Regions from separate parts of the Mus musculus genome. Here region 2 is linked to region 1. The links are chromatin contacts, called in public HiChIP or PLAC-seq maps. All regions are on one chromosome and are shown on one strand. The core of a region is the stretch at or near the end of the contact, and the rest is flanking DNA. Distances in the headings are between cores, read along the strand shown.

Region 1 (7,000 bases), core at 2,979-5,478:
AAAACCTTGATTTGATCCTGAAAAATGGAAAAAAAAAAGAAAAAAAAAGAAGCTAATATAAACTCAAATTATCAGAAGTCATTCTTAATGCAACACAGTAAAGATTATAATGACTGTTCAATGCCAGCAAAAGTTGCAGAAACAGATATTCCTATGTTCTACAGGTGAAAAAATAGCAGTCTTCTTGGAAGTCACTTTTCCATACCCATCAACAGCCTTCAGAAATAAATATGCATTGATCTGAAACAGTCAGTGGTTATGTTCAGTGTAACCAATGGCCTCCTGGAGTCCCCAAGTCCCCCTCAGGGTCTACAAGGTCAAAGCTTTTTTTTTTTAACAAAAATTATAAAATATTACTTTTCTTTCTATTCTATTGATATTTGTGCCTATTGTATACTACAGTAGATAAATTTCCAACTCTTCACTTTCCCCTTTCCATCCCCTTCCAGCTACCCTCCCTTGAGTCCCTCCAATAACCCAACCCTCACTCAAGTTGATAGATTCTTTAACTTACACCCAACCACAAACTGAGGCCAGGGCACTACAGCCATATTCCAAGTCACGTTCACTCAGCTTAAAAAAATAAAATGGCTATTTCATTTTAGAAAAGTCACTAATTTGTGATATTAAACCACATCCTCTTAAAACTCTGTATGCTGAATTTAGAAGTCAAAACAAAGACCATTTAGCAAGATAGTGTGGTACCTCTGTGGAGGAACTCACCTGAAGGAGAGCTGAGCTAGCCATTTTTTCCCAGGGAATACAATTCTTACTTGAATAAACAATGAATGAAATATGATTATTCAGATTTGGGTATCTGGCAGACGTTTTTCTCAGATACAAATGACGTGAGCCTGTCATTTCAAGGAAAACAACTAATAGCAAGTGTTGCCAATGGTAAAATTTGAGCTTCCAAGGGAAAATTCAAATATTAGAAAGCTCATATCCATCACTATAGCTTGACAGCTTCAAATCTTACACACTTCTAATGAGATCACTGATGAGATTAGCAAATGTGATTTTTTCATAAAATAGAATGAAAGGTGACAACATTTTGAAGGTTTGTATGGTTCAAATCAATATTGCATAGGTAAAAGACCCACTAACTTTCAAAACAGGCCACTGGGTTACAATGCAAGACGGTGACAAGCAGTTGATGAGTTTCCTATCCCACGTTACAGTCAGCCTTCAAGAAACTAGCATTTGTTAGGTTTTGTGTAATAAAAACACAACAGTGGGTTTTTTTTAATCCACAGTATCTAAAAAGCCTATTAAGTTACTCTTTTCTTTTGCAACTACCTATGAGTTCCTTAGTATTTCTTCCTGTCTTTTTCTGTTGTAATGTATCTGTGTGTCTGACCACAGGCCTGCAGGTACACTCATGCATGCATGTACATTTGGTGGCACATCTGATATCTTCTCCTATGGCTCTCCATATTTTTCAAGACATGGCCTCTCCATGACCTACCTAGTCACTGCCAGGGCTTCCATTGCAACCCTCCTCCTTACAAGGAGGTCGATCGGGGGTGTCACAGCAATGGCCCGTGTTAGTTTGCTTTCTATTGCTACAATAAAACACTGGGACCAAAGAGACAACTAGGGGTGGAAAGGGTTTATCTCAGCTTACAGTTGCAGATCATCACAAAGGAACGTTAGAGCAGCAACCTACAAACAGAACTGAAGCAGAGACCATGGAGGGACAATGCTTACTGGCTTGCTCTCCATGGTTTGCTCAATCTGTTTTCTTACACATTGCAAGACCACCAAGGGGTGGCTGGACCCTCTCATATCAATCACCAATCAAGGAAAGATACCCCATGAAGAGAGACAGGAGAGAGGCTCAGAAGGCCAGGAGAGTCAATAGAAATCTGCAGCTGCCCCAGGGGTAAGGATGGATGTGGGTGTGGGTGGAGGTGGAGAATCTCTAGGAAGTCCAAGAGACATGGAATGGGGGAGGCTCCCAGAAGACAAAGCATGTGACCTTGACCAAAATGCTAAACAGAGGAGACAAGGAACCTGAAGAGGTTCCCTCCTACAGGATCCAAATTCAGGCCCCTCATGCTTGCATAGCAAGCACTTTCCTCAGTGAGCCATTTTTCCAGTCCCTCCTCTTATCCTTTTATCAGCAATATATGACAACTAGTTAAATATAAAAATAGATGCAGCTTCTTGTAGTTAAGGCAGATCTTAAAGAGATTTGCAAAAGTATACAGCCGTATCTCAACCATTTTTGGAATTATGACTATTATAGATAAAATGTCAACAAGCAATATACTTACTATTATTCAAAACAAATTTAGTAGTATTTTATTTAATTTCTCAGCTTTAATTTAAATTTTAGAAAACACTCTAGGATATAACTATACATATAACTATACATACGAACACACACACACACACACACACACACACACACACACATATATATATATATATATATATATATATATATATATATTTTAATGGTGGGGCTGGTAAAATAGTTTCGTAGATCAAATCACTTGCCAAAAAGCCTAACTACATGAGTTCCACTGCCAGACCCATTTGATGGAAGGAAAGAAACAACTCCAAATTTTCTTCTGACCTCCACACATACCTTGACACATATGGATCCAAATACATACATATGTTCTTTTGAAAATAGTAATATGTGTCCATAATGATAGCAATGTATCAAAAAAGCTCCAAAACTCCCTAGCAATGTATACACATATAAAACATTCCATATACTATATAACATACATGTGATAATATACCTACATCTTATACCTTTTCCCCCTGGATGGTCAGTCACCACTCATTTTAGAAAGGATGCAAAAAAAACTAGTGATAATAATTAAATTCCAACTTGTCAACTCTGCTCTTGAACAGGAACTATGATAAATCCCCTAGCTACAAAGTCCTTAAGTATGGACAATATTGGAAGGAGAGCCTTTCTCTTTAGAGTCTAGGAAAATTAGTCTACCAAATATGAGGTCATGAAAGATATGCTTCAATTTGTATTGATACCTACTATCCAATAACTTGTCTTTCTCAATGAAATCTCTCTGGTGATGCATGGTCAAAGGCTATGTGTTATTGATAGGAAAGCTCTCCATTAGGAGTAACTATGCTCAATGTCATAATATGTTTTGAATAAAAAAATATACAAAATGTTCTGTATTATTTAACATATTAATTATGATGACCTAGTTGTTTTGAACAGGTATTCAAGTAATGAGTGGGTCTCAGTTTTTACATCTTATAAATGGAAAAAAATCTATGTTATATAATCTCTAAGAAACCTTTCCTAGCAGGTGGGAAAATCCTAAAATCCCACAACAAAGTGAAAAGTATGAAACCCATGGGGAATACGTATGCACACAATGAGAAACCTTCAGACCTTGAGATCCAAATGACCAGACTCAAGAGTGTGACCCCCTAATGTTCTCAACTCTATAAAGAATCTTTTCATTGCACAGCCAACAAGACAAGGCCCCCTTTGGGCCTGGGCCCTCTTGCTACCAGTGGCAATCCGAAAGGGTCCTGTTCACTCTAGATCTACCATCTCTAGGTGTCTGTGTCAAGTTGGCAGCACCCCAGTGCGATGAACCGCCAATTCACGTTTTTTTACGTTGCAAAGATCCCATTACCAATTATTTACTGCTAGTATCTGTGGATTAACCACTGGTCATCTATGAAGCACCTACTTAATATGTGTACACTCTCATACCCGCAATATGTATCAAGTAAAGATCTGCTGAGTTGGATTCAACTCCCAAGGCCTGGAGTGACTTCAGGAGCCTCAGCCATTAAATGTTTTGTATGGTAGGCAGGTGGAGGGAAGAGAGCATTCTCATGATCTTCGACCTAACTCTGTTCCTCCCATTTGTGTGTGACACGTGGCTTCTATGACTGCCAGGGTGGCGGGAACTGGGGTGCAGGTAAAATGCTGTGAGAATTGGAGATGGGGACTTACCTGGGGAACCTCTGCTTCAGCTTCCTCAGGCTCTGCCTAGTGGGCGGTACAGACACTAGGCACTGGGCTATCTCCTCGTACTGGGCTTTGGTTAGTATCATATTGGGCCCAAGGAAAAATCACCCTTGGGCTCGTGCGGGCTTGGTGCCTAGAACCTAGGGAAGGGCAGAGCGCGGTACGACCCTGGGCCCTCCACTTATTTAGCTATCCCTTATGCCCCCAAAGCACACCCCCCTAGCTGCACCGCGGGGCGGAGACACGCAGCGTCCCAGGCTTCACCTCCGCGGGAGAGGCGGGCTGTAGAACTATTTGCGCCAGCAGAGTGTACTGAGCAGCCGCAGTAAGCCGGGCCGAAGGCAACTAGCCGCCATCTTGGGTAAGGGCAAAGCAACCAGGAAGTGGCGGCTGCGTACCGAATTCTTTTTGCGTCTTTAGGGGCAGGTGTCCCCAGCAACACCTCCCTGAGATCGGAACCCAGACGCTCATTGAAGACACTCTGCCAGCTGCGAGAAACACAGACGGCCCGTTTCGGGTCACAGGGATGCTTTTCCAGCCTGGAGTTGGAAACCCGGAAGTGCTCTGGTGGAGCGCGGGATTTGAATGTGTTTTTTTCCGACACGCCCAGTTCTGCCGCTCTGAGCAGATGGCCTGCAAAGGAGCAAGGTGAGCGGAAGCTAAGCAGCGAACAGGATCTCTGCAAACCAGCGGTTTCGCCTGTGCTGGGAAAGTTCTTCAGCCTCTCCCGTGGAAGGCAATGCTGGTTTTGTTGAGAACTTAAATTCTGCATTAAATTCTCTGGTGGAAAGCAATGCTGGTTTTGTTGAGAACTTAAATTCTGCATCTTAAAACAACTGGCAGTAGAATGTCAATTCCACTCTCGCATACATAAAGAAGTAAATTCCTGGCCCCCACAATAGTGAGTGCCCAATAATGTGTAGAAATACGAACTTCTGAGTTAATATATTAGAGCATCTATATATTTGGTTTGGTTTGGTTTGGTTTTTTGAAACCTTTGTTTCTAAGGTGGGCGTATGATATGTGTTCTCTCCCATTTTGAGCAAAAGGAAGAAAATCTGCTTAGGTTTTAGCACGTTTAAACGGTTTACTGCTTTCATTTGGTGTAAAGTGTAAGTTGGAAGGTTGGCCTAGATAAGACCCCATTGGTAAATTCTTTAGTTCATCAAAGCCTCAATTACTTTACCTATAAAAATTTGTAATTCATGAGGCAGGTTTTAAGACTAAATAAGGTAGTATAGAGCCAAGTTATGGAGTCACCGTAGTTGTCAGTCAACAGATGAAAGAATAAACAAAATGTGGTTTAGAAACACAGTTTTAAAGATTAAAATAATGACTACATCTGGAAAAAGGACTCAAACCAATATCTTTTGCTTCCTCTCCCTTGTGGCTCTTCAGTTTTACATAGATCACAAGTACACACACATTTACATACATACACATATGTACAAGAAAGAACGCAGAGAAATACTGAGAAAGCAATAAGACTGGGGGAGTGTGTGGACATAAAAATGAAAGAATTTATATTTGTGAAATCAGCACTATGTCCAATGACCATCTGTCAATAAAAACAATAAGATAGTACAAGAGACATTTATTTAGCATAGCATTCAACAGACATTATTTACGTAACTTAGGTTATAAAGACTAAGTTCCTTAAGTAAACTAGGTAGGATGTTTACTAGATAGTGTTTTGTTGGTATTCTTGTAAGGACTCCCTTAATCCCAGTAACTTCCCCTGGCGCAGGTTCTATCCCCATTATTGCTCCGTCCTTCCTTTGTTCAGAGTGAACAAAGGCATAAAAGGTCAAGGAACTTCCCGGAGGTCATGAGAACAAGTCAATAGCCAGAGTGGGATTTAAGTGAAAATTGGTACGCTGTGTTGCTGCCTCTCAACAATGCGTAATCACTTCATCTCCTAGTCACTCTCCTAAACCCAAAGGGTCCATTTTTCTGTTTTTTTTTTTTTAAAGTAAATACTCTAATTAAAAAAAAAAAAATCACATACAAGGGGCTCTTTTTCCCCCTCTAGTTTTCACTATATTTTCTTGACAGTTTCCAAAGTTCAGGACCAACAGCGGTCCCTGAATTGAGCAAGCGCTGCGAGTTTCTAGATCTTTACCTCAGAAAGTTTCCTTCCCATATGCTTTACATCTAGATCTGGTTGTGTGACATTAGCGCATAACCGTTATTTATGGCAGCGGAGCCTGGAGTTGCCACCTGGTTAGTTTGTTGCTGACCCTGCCGTGACTTGTGCAGGAAAGCTGACTGACGAGAAGCAGACAGCACTTGGCTCCCAATCCCTCTCCCCTTCACAGCTTCGCTCCTTCCAGTTCACAGCCATCGGGGATTTTATAGAAAACATCAGTTCAAGGATGTTTGCGCTAGTTGTTTTTATAGCAACCCTCTTCTCCCTGGCTTTTGTCCTGCCCTCGCCCTCACAACCCTTACGGAAATGGCCAGGTTTCTTTTCTTGTTTTTATTTTGAACATGCTGGCAGCCTACTATTTTAACTCAAATCTGGTCGTTGTTTACAAAGTTAGTACTGGGAGAAGCAGAGTGTTCTGTGCTGCTTTCATCTGCAGTGACGTATTAGGTACAAAATAAGAGCTGGGCGGAGCTCTTCTGCTGTGACTTAATTGGTTTTTTTCCCCTCCTAACAGAAATGCTTGCACTTGGCTGAGCATGTACTTGAGGCCCCCTTTTTTTCTTCCTGCTCCTGCCCGCTTTGCGCTCATCCCTCATCACCCCCTTCCTGGATGGTTGAATGTTGAACATTTTAAAAGAGGGGTGCAGTGTGGATGTGAGGCATGTGCTCCTTTCAGTAAAGGCACTGATACAAAGGGTTAAAATTAAGAATGAGCAGAGTTAGGCGGCTGGGGAAATTATTCCCACTGTAGCAGAGTTCTAAGCAGAGTAAGGAGTTCGTGGCCTTGGAAAGACTCAGCCATATTTTCAAATAACCTACCAAATCGAGCGCAAGTTTTTAAAACCATGATCACACTACTTTTATTATATTGAAAACTC
Region 2 (6,615 bases), core at 3,788-6,287, 200 kb before region 1:
TTCTAAACCAACACATAGAAAATACAGCTTTTTAAATGTTGCATATTAGTGAAATATCCTTCGCCTCTGTGTGTGTGTGTTGTATGATTATGTGTTATAGGTACACTCACATGTTTGTGCACATATTTAGGCCATCGATCAACAACAAATGTCTTCCTCTATCACTCGCTTCCTTAATTTCTGAAATGAAGTCTCATACTGAACCTACAGTGTGGCATTTCAGTTAGAGTACCTAGCCATTGAGTCTCAGGATCTGCCTGTTGTGGCCTCCACTCCCCAAACAATGCTAAGGATACAGCACATGGAGCCCTGACTAGCTCTTATGTGAATGCTGTAGCTTCAAACTCAGGTCCTCCTGCATGAGCAGGGAGCACGTTGCCCTCTGAGCTGTGTCCTCAGGCTCTGAAATGGATCCTTGTACATACCAGTAATTTATTAATAGTTATGTAATATGTAGCAGCTGTAATATATGACGATGCCAGTTTTAGTGCAGCTGTGATTGATGGTGTATCAAACACTAATTTTATTTAATCCCTGTAACAGTCCTGCATGATAGGTATTATTTCAGTTTACAGAGGAAGTCTGAAACCTTTAGCAAGTCTGGTGTCTGTTGACTAGGGTGGCAGGGACTCCGGACTGCTACAGAGGCTGTTTGTCTACTGGGCTCGCCTGACTATAGTTCTAGAACTTTATATGTTGAATAGGAGGGTAGGGATGATCAGTTCGTTTAAATAAAATCTTATCTTAAGGAAATATTGTAAATGCAATCTGGGGATACCCCCCCCCCAAATTTTTTTAAAAGAAATTAATTGTATGTTGGCCAGAGGAAGACGATCTTCAGTATTTATATGTCATTCTCAGTGCTCATCCTCAGGCTAGAAGGCAATGCAAAAAACCTAGCTGTTATGGAGTGTAAAGAGGTTTTGAAGACTAAGGTGAAAATAAATAGATATAAAAATCCCAGCTCCTATCTACTATAGAAATTACAGCATCTAGACAGAACTTAAACAGTAAGGTCCGAGAGTGATCACTAGAAGTATATTTTTTGTTTGAAAATTATGACTATAATTTAAAATATACTGGAAAGTCTCAGGAATAAAGGATTAGCCCCTTTTAGTTTGCTTTTCCACTGCTGTGATAAACACCATGTCCAAAAGCACCTTGCAGGGCGGAAAGGGTTTTATTTCAGTTTAGAATTCCGGTCACTGTCCATCACAGAGAAGCCAGGGCAGAAACTCCAGCAGGAGCCAAGCAGAAGCCATGGAGGAAGCGTGCTTACTGGCTCATGCAAGGCCGGCTCTTTTGCTTGTTTGTTTGATTTTAGACATGGTTTCTCTGTGTAATAACTCTGGATGTTCTGGACTCCCTTTGTAGACCAGGCTGGCTTCGAACTCACAGAAATCTGCTTGCCTCAGCTCCCAAATGCTGGGATTAAAGGCATGCGCCACCATGCTCAGCTCAGCTACCTTTTTTATACAGTATATGCAGTCTCATTGGCCTAGGGATGGTGCCACTCACCATGTCTGTGAGTTCGAGGTTAGTATGGTCTACATATGGAGAGTCTGCCTCAAAATGTAAAACAGAACAACAACCACAACAAAATTTCTAGCCACCCAATCAGTCAACCACCAACCCACAGAGAAATAAATTCCCCAAACTAGAAAGTGTAGAACTATCTAATCTAAGAGTCTTCAAACTGCAGATCTCTAAGAACTAAAATGATAGATGCCGTTTTTAACCAACACTATCATACAATTTATGGGTATCTATTTTACTGCTATTGCTACTATTTTTTTGTGTACTTCCATATTTTAAAATGACAGTTTGATTAATACATTTGGTTTATTAAATTTTTATCAAAGATTTATTTTTATTAAGTGTGCATGTGTGTGCATGTGTGTGTGCAGGCAATTGAATGTGAGTGCAAGTGCCCTCAGAAGTCAGAGGCCCCTCCGTCTTTGACACTGGAGTTGTGAGGTGCTAAATTGAGTGCTAGGACCTGACCTTGGGTCCTCTGCAAGGGTAGAGCTCTTATCACAGAGCCATCTCCAGACCCAATTATGTGAACTTCATTCACATAATTTAGTTATAAACAGCTTACTTGATGTTATAGTACTGTGGGAAAATGTCACTGCTGGTTTTAGTACTTAGGCCAAGGAATTCTATACCATTTGCTTAGAATGCTTTTGTACTTGACATGAGTGCCCACATATTACCTACACTGAGGACGAAAGCCTGTGTCCAGAGCCGAGCTGAACCTGACCTTGGAGCCTATCCTAATAGCAGCAATTCCAGTACCATAGGCAAGTACAAAATTATTTGCTGAACAGAGAGTTTGGCTAAAATACTTTATTGAAATCTCTACACATCTCCTTCTCTTCCTGTAATGATTGCCTCTTCTGCAAATTTCGGGACTTCTGTTGTTTCCATTTTGATGAGTAACTATTTTTTTTCTAAGTTTCTTTTTATTTATTTTTTATTTACATATTTTCATTACCCTAAAAAAGTTCCCCAATACTTCTAAGACTTTTAAATACACACTGGAGATCTGATAAGTATTTGTGTCTTAAATAGCCTTAGTGCTAGAAATACATCAGGAATATTGACTATCACAGATGGACAGGTCTCATGGGTACCTGTATGATGGGGCAGTTCTCTCTAGATGTTTATGGAAACTATGGAAAACTGGTGGTACATGTTTCCAACTTGAGGAAACAGAATGCCTTTGGTTTTCAAATGATGAGACACTTGAATTAGTGACTAATAAGGATGCACCCACTGAGGAGTGTGGACATCTTCTCTTTAAAGGTCAGATCCCATAGGCTAAGGATGAGAGATGCTTTCTCTAAAACCAGCCAGCCACTTTCATGGCCAGGAAGCATTTGGACATGAACTAGATATTATAAGAAGGAGCAACAAAAAGTGTCAGTTTTAGGGAGTTTGATGACACCCCAAATAGTACCAGTTATAGGGAGTCTGACAACACCCCAAATAGTTCCAATTCTCTGTATTAAATACTTGGATTTGGGGCCTAATTGGATGTTAAGGGTAATTATGTTAATAATAGAATTTAAAACATAAAGGTAAGTCTATCTTTAAAAGAAAAATATGATTTCTAATACTGTTAACAGCTCAGTGGATAAAATTAGTAGTGAATTCCCCTTAAAAGTAGTGTGTCTCAAAAAATATTCTTCATAAATTTGCTTTGAAAATTTGAGATGTTTCTAAAGTAATTTATTCTTTAATATCAACATACATGTTGCTTTTTTAATTCCAGTGACTATTTAAATTTTTTTAGGTGAAAAAGAGAAATGGCTCCAACTATTTGTGTAGTGAAAGTGAGAACATGTTCAACATAGATTTAGCAATCATGTCTTCATACAACACTTCGTGATCAGCTGCTTCACACCAGGGGGTTTCATAAGTTCCGGAGCAGAGAGAAGTCAACAAAATAGATATGGTTTCTCCCTCCCCGCCCCCCCCCCCCCCATGAAGATAATAATTTAACTGGAAATTTACATTAAACAAACACAAAGTAATGTGGCCAGGAAGATATTTAGTAAGAACACAAATTGCATTTGTTTTTCAGTTTACTCAAAAAAGAACTTTGGTTTCCTATAAAGAGGTAGTTTTGCCTGGATTTTGATTCTTTCCAAAATAGTTTCAAAAAAAAAAAAAAAAGAAAGAAAAAAAGAAAAAAAGAAAACAGAAAGTCTACACAGACATACTAGGTTATTTCTGAATGAATGAATTTTCTTTGAATGAATGAATTTTCTTTGGATGTGAAAAAGGATCAGTTTAAGTAATTCTAGAAATCTCTTTAAACAGCAGCAGCTTCCAGGAGAATTCATAGCCATTTTAGGTTAATGGTCACTGCTTTCATGTTTGGCCCTCAATTAAACACTAAACTTCTACTGTTATTACGCTATTGATGTGGTTATATTTCATGGTGGCATTTCAAAATGACCTTCTTTTAAGAGTGAAGATGGTCTGACCACGTAGTGTAGGGTGGTCAGTTGCACTTGACATGGCTACCCTGGTCTACCTTCAGTGCACGAATGGTTGAGCTGCGGACTCTCTCCACTTTGCTCCCGAGAGCCTAGTTCTCTTCATCCTCCTCTATGGCATGAGACAGCTCAGAAGTTCGAGAGGGAAAAGGAATGAAAAAGAAACACATCTGTTGCCTTATTGAAATACCAAACTAAGCCCTGTTATATCATCTTGAGTGTAGGGAGTAAATCCGGTTTAGCAAATACCTTGTGGACATAAGTGTGGGCAAGTTATGCTCAAGGGAAAAAAAAAAACCTGTTATATGTATCTTTTCTTTCTAAGTGACTCTAAATGCTTAGTGGTTGTAGGTAACTAGATTGAACCCTGCCATCTTTGTCCTCACACCGGAAGCACCCAGCACAAGTTGTACTCACCTAATCAATGATTTGTGTTTTTTATAAAGTAGGCATGGCACCCAGCTTGAACTCTGTTACACTCACTGAAATGAGTCAAGGCATCACGTGAAAACTTCCTGTCCCCCATGTATTGTAGAAAAGTTTTTTAAAAGGCTTTTTGGAATGACTTTGATCAAGCTTTGAAATCATTTTCGTGGATCACTATTGTATGAAAACTGTAATTTATGGTGCCTGACCTGAGCAGTTCTTTGTCTCACACCCATATTCAAAACAATAGCAGGAAAGCACAAAACTCGAGGGGAACCCTGGCTCTTCTGGTTATTATTTAATTCATAATCCCATCTTTCCTTATTTAACCTTTAGAGCCACGCATTTTCTTTATAAAATAGCTTGAGATTGGGTTCCTCCAGAAAGGAAGGGCAGTGAGATGTTAGATAGGCCCAACCATGTCACTCATGACCCCTCCTTACGAGTGACTCAGGTTGAGATAGGCAACTTGCGCTTTGGTGACACTGCAGGCACATTTCCATTGTTTGCCTGGTAAGTTCCCTCTCGGTTTGTTCTTTAACCCTAGTCAAGAATGTGCCCACAGGGAGGGCGTCTCCTCCCATCCTTGTCATCAAATACTTATTCTATGAAGCAGTCTCCTCTCAGTCATGGGTAATGGCCAGCTGCTCTCAAAATAATCCAGCAGAGTGACTCACTAAGCCAGACAGAAAGTTTACTGTTTTAATTCATAACTCTGATCAGCTGAACACAATCACATGAGCTGAAAGACTCTATAAAACCTTCCAGGTCTTGGCTTCTTTTGTGTGTGTGTGTGTTTCCCCCCTGAGACAGAGGCTCATACTGTAGCTTTGGCTGGCCTAGAAACTTCTATGTAAACCAGACTGTCCCTGCTTCTTGAGGGTAGGGATGACGTTTGCTACCGTGTCCAGCTTTGTTGCCTCCTTTTGCCAAGACATTTACCTAAGGCATGAATCTTGTATGAAATATTTTTAAGTTAAGCACACAGGACGATCCTATAGGCACGGGTGACATGCACTCTGGTGTTGTGGCTGGTGAAGTGCATGAGTTTTGCTTTTACTTGAAGAGATTAGTCAGTTGTGACCTCCCAAGGGTCTAGAGAAGATGTATCTTGCTTCTGGGATCATGGTCTACAAAGAAACAATGAAGAGGAAGGCATAGCCACATGGAAGGAAATTTGAGGTGAATCAAAGGGAAGATGACCAGGAAGAAGCAGGAAGAGAACAAACACACATCGTTCTTTAGATTTCATTTAATTGAAACTCCAGGTCTGAAACAGGCTCAAAGGAGCAAAGACCAGGTATCTTGGTTCCAGTGTAGAAAGTAAACAATAGGCGCAGGTCCCAGGGAGAGTCAGTGAGCTAACTGTTCACTTGGGTGCTGGGTGTTAATTAGCATCGCCAGCCAGGGGACTATTTAGACTACCTCATCAGGACTCTACGCAGCGTCCTCCCTGGTGACTCTCAGGAGTTAATGCAATCCCCAAAGACCAATAATTCATCATTTTTTTTTTTCAGAGTGGTGTTAAGCCTTGCATGGGGTGATGAGGGCTTATACTTAAAATGAATACTTCTGTTAAGAGGTGAACTTCAGAACTCTGAACTTTCTCATGTGTAAAAAAGGTTGACACACACCTTACTGGAAGGTAAAAGAAAAGATTGCCAATTGTTTATGTTTTTTTAAGGAAGGGGAGAGACTGACAGAGAGGAGTCGCACAGTCACCATGAACATCAGGTGGATCAGATGGACGTGTTTGGAGTCCATCCGTCTCCACTCTGCAAAGGGGTCTGGTGTGTCTGAGGGTACAGGTGTGTGGCAAGTCTCTGTGACAGAGGGAACACTCTTTAGAGTTATGTTCCACTCATATTCCTGCATCCTGACTTGGTGCACTCATCATCACAGTGTGCAAAATGGTCCATAAAGATATTAAAGAATTTGGCTTTAATATTAATGCTCTAATGATGACACACACAAAAGTAAGCTATCGCAGGACTGCTATCCAGGGCTGATGCTTGGATTGCCTATACTACAAAAATAAGCAGGCAAGCAATGTAGAGAGATATTGCGCAGGTATTTTTAAGACATTTATTCTGTGTTTTGCCTGCATGTATGTATGTGTAGTATGTACATGCGTGGTGGCCATGGAGGACACGGATCCCCTGGAGCTGAGATTTGGGTGCTG

What was found. HiChIP or PLAC-seq counts read pairs in DNA pulled down with a chosen protein or histone mark.
Region 2: an H3K27ac HiChIP or PLAC-seq map of the NIH/3T3 cell line shows a contact between it and region 1, with 5 times the contacts expected there. The contact joins the enhancer-like site here to the promoter of BC052040 in region 1. A contact is called at or near these places in 5 of 115 datasets of contacts at active chromatin or transcription factors (the NIH/3T3 cell line, embryonic stem cells and pancreatic cancer cells) and 1 of 9 other capture datasets (pancreatic islet).

Annotation. Positions count from the first base shown.
Region 1 is chr2:115,578,944-115,585,943 of GRCm38.p6, reverse strand. BC052040 (cDNA sequence BC052040) reads right to left here and starts at 4,228. Exons shown (of 11, transcript NM_207264.4): 1 at 3,959-4,228. The coding sequence starts at 4,059.
Region 2 is chr2:115,779,148-115,785,762 of GRCm38.p6, reverse strand. No RefSeq gene overlaps it. Among named protein-coding and RNA genes, the nearest start is that of Gm52524, 5.5 kb to the right of the region's middle. Within about 2 kb of position 5,037, at least 73 of the 459 cell types and tissues checked have an H3K27ac peak or open chromatin away from gene starts, as enhancers often do. A contact at or near this core is called in the NIH/3T3 cell line and pancreatic cancer cells, where this site is marked.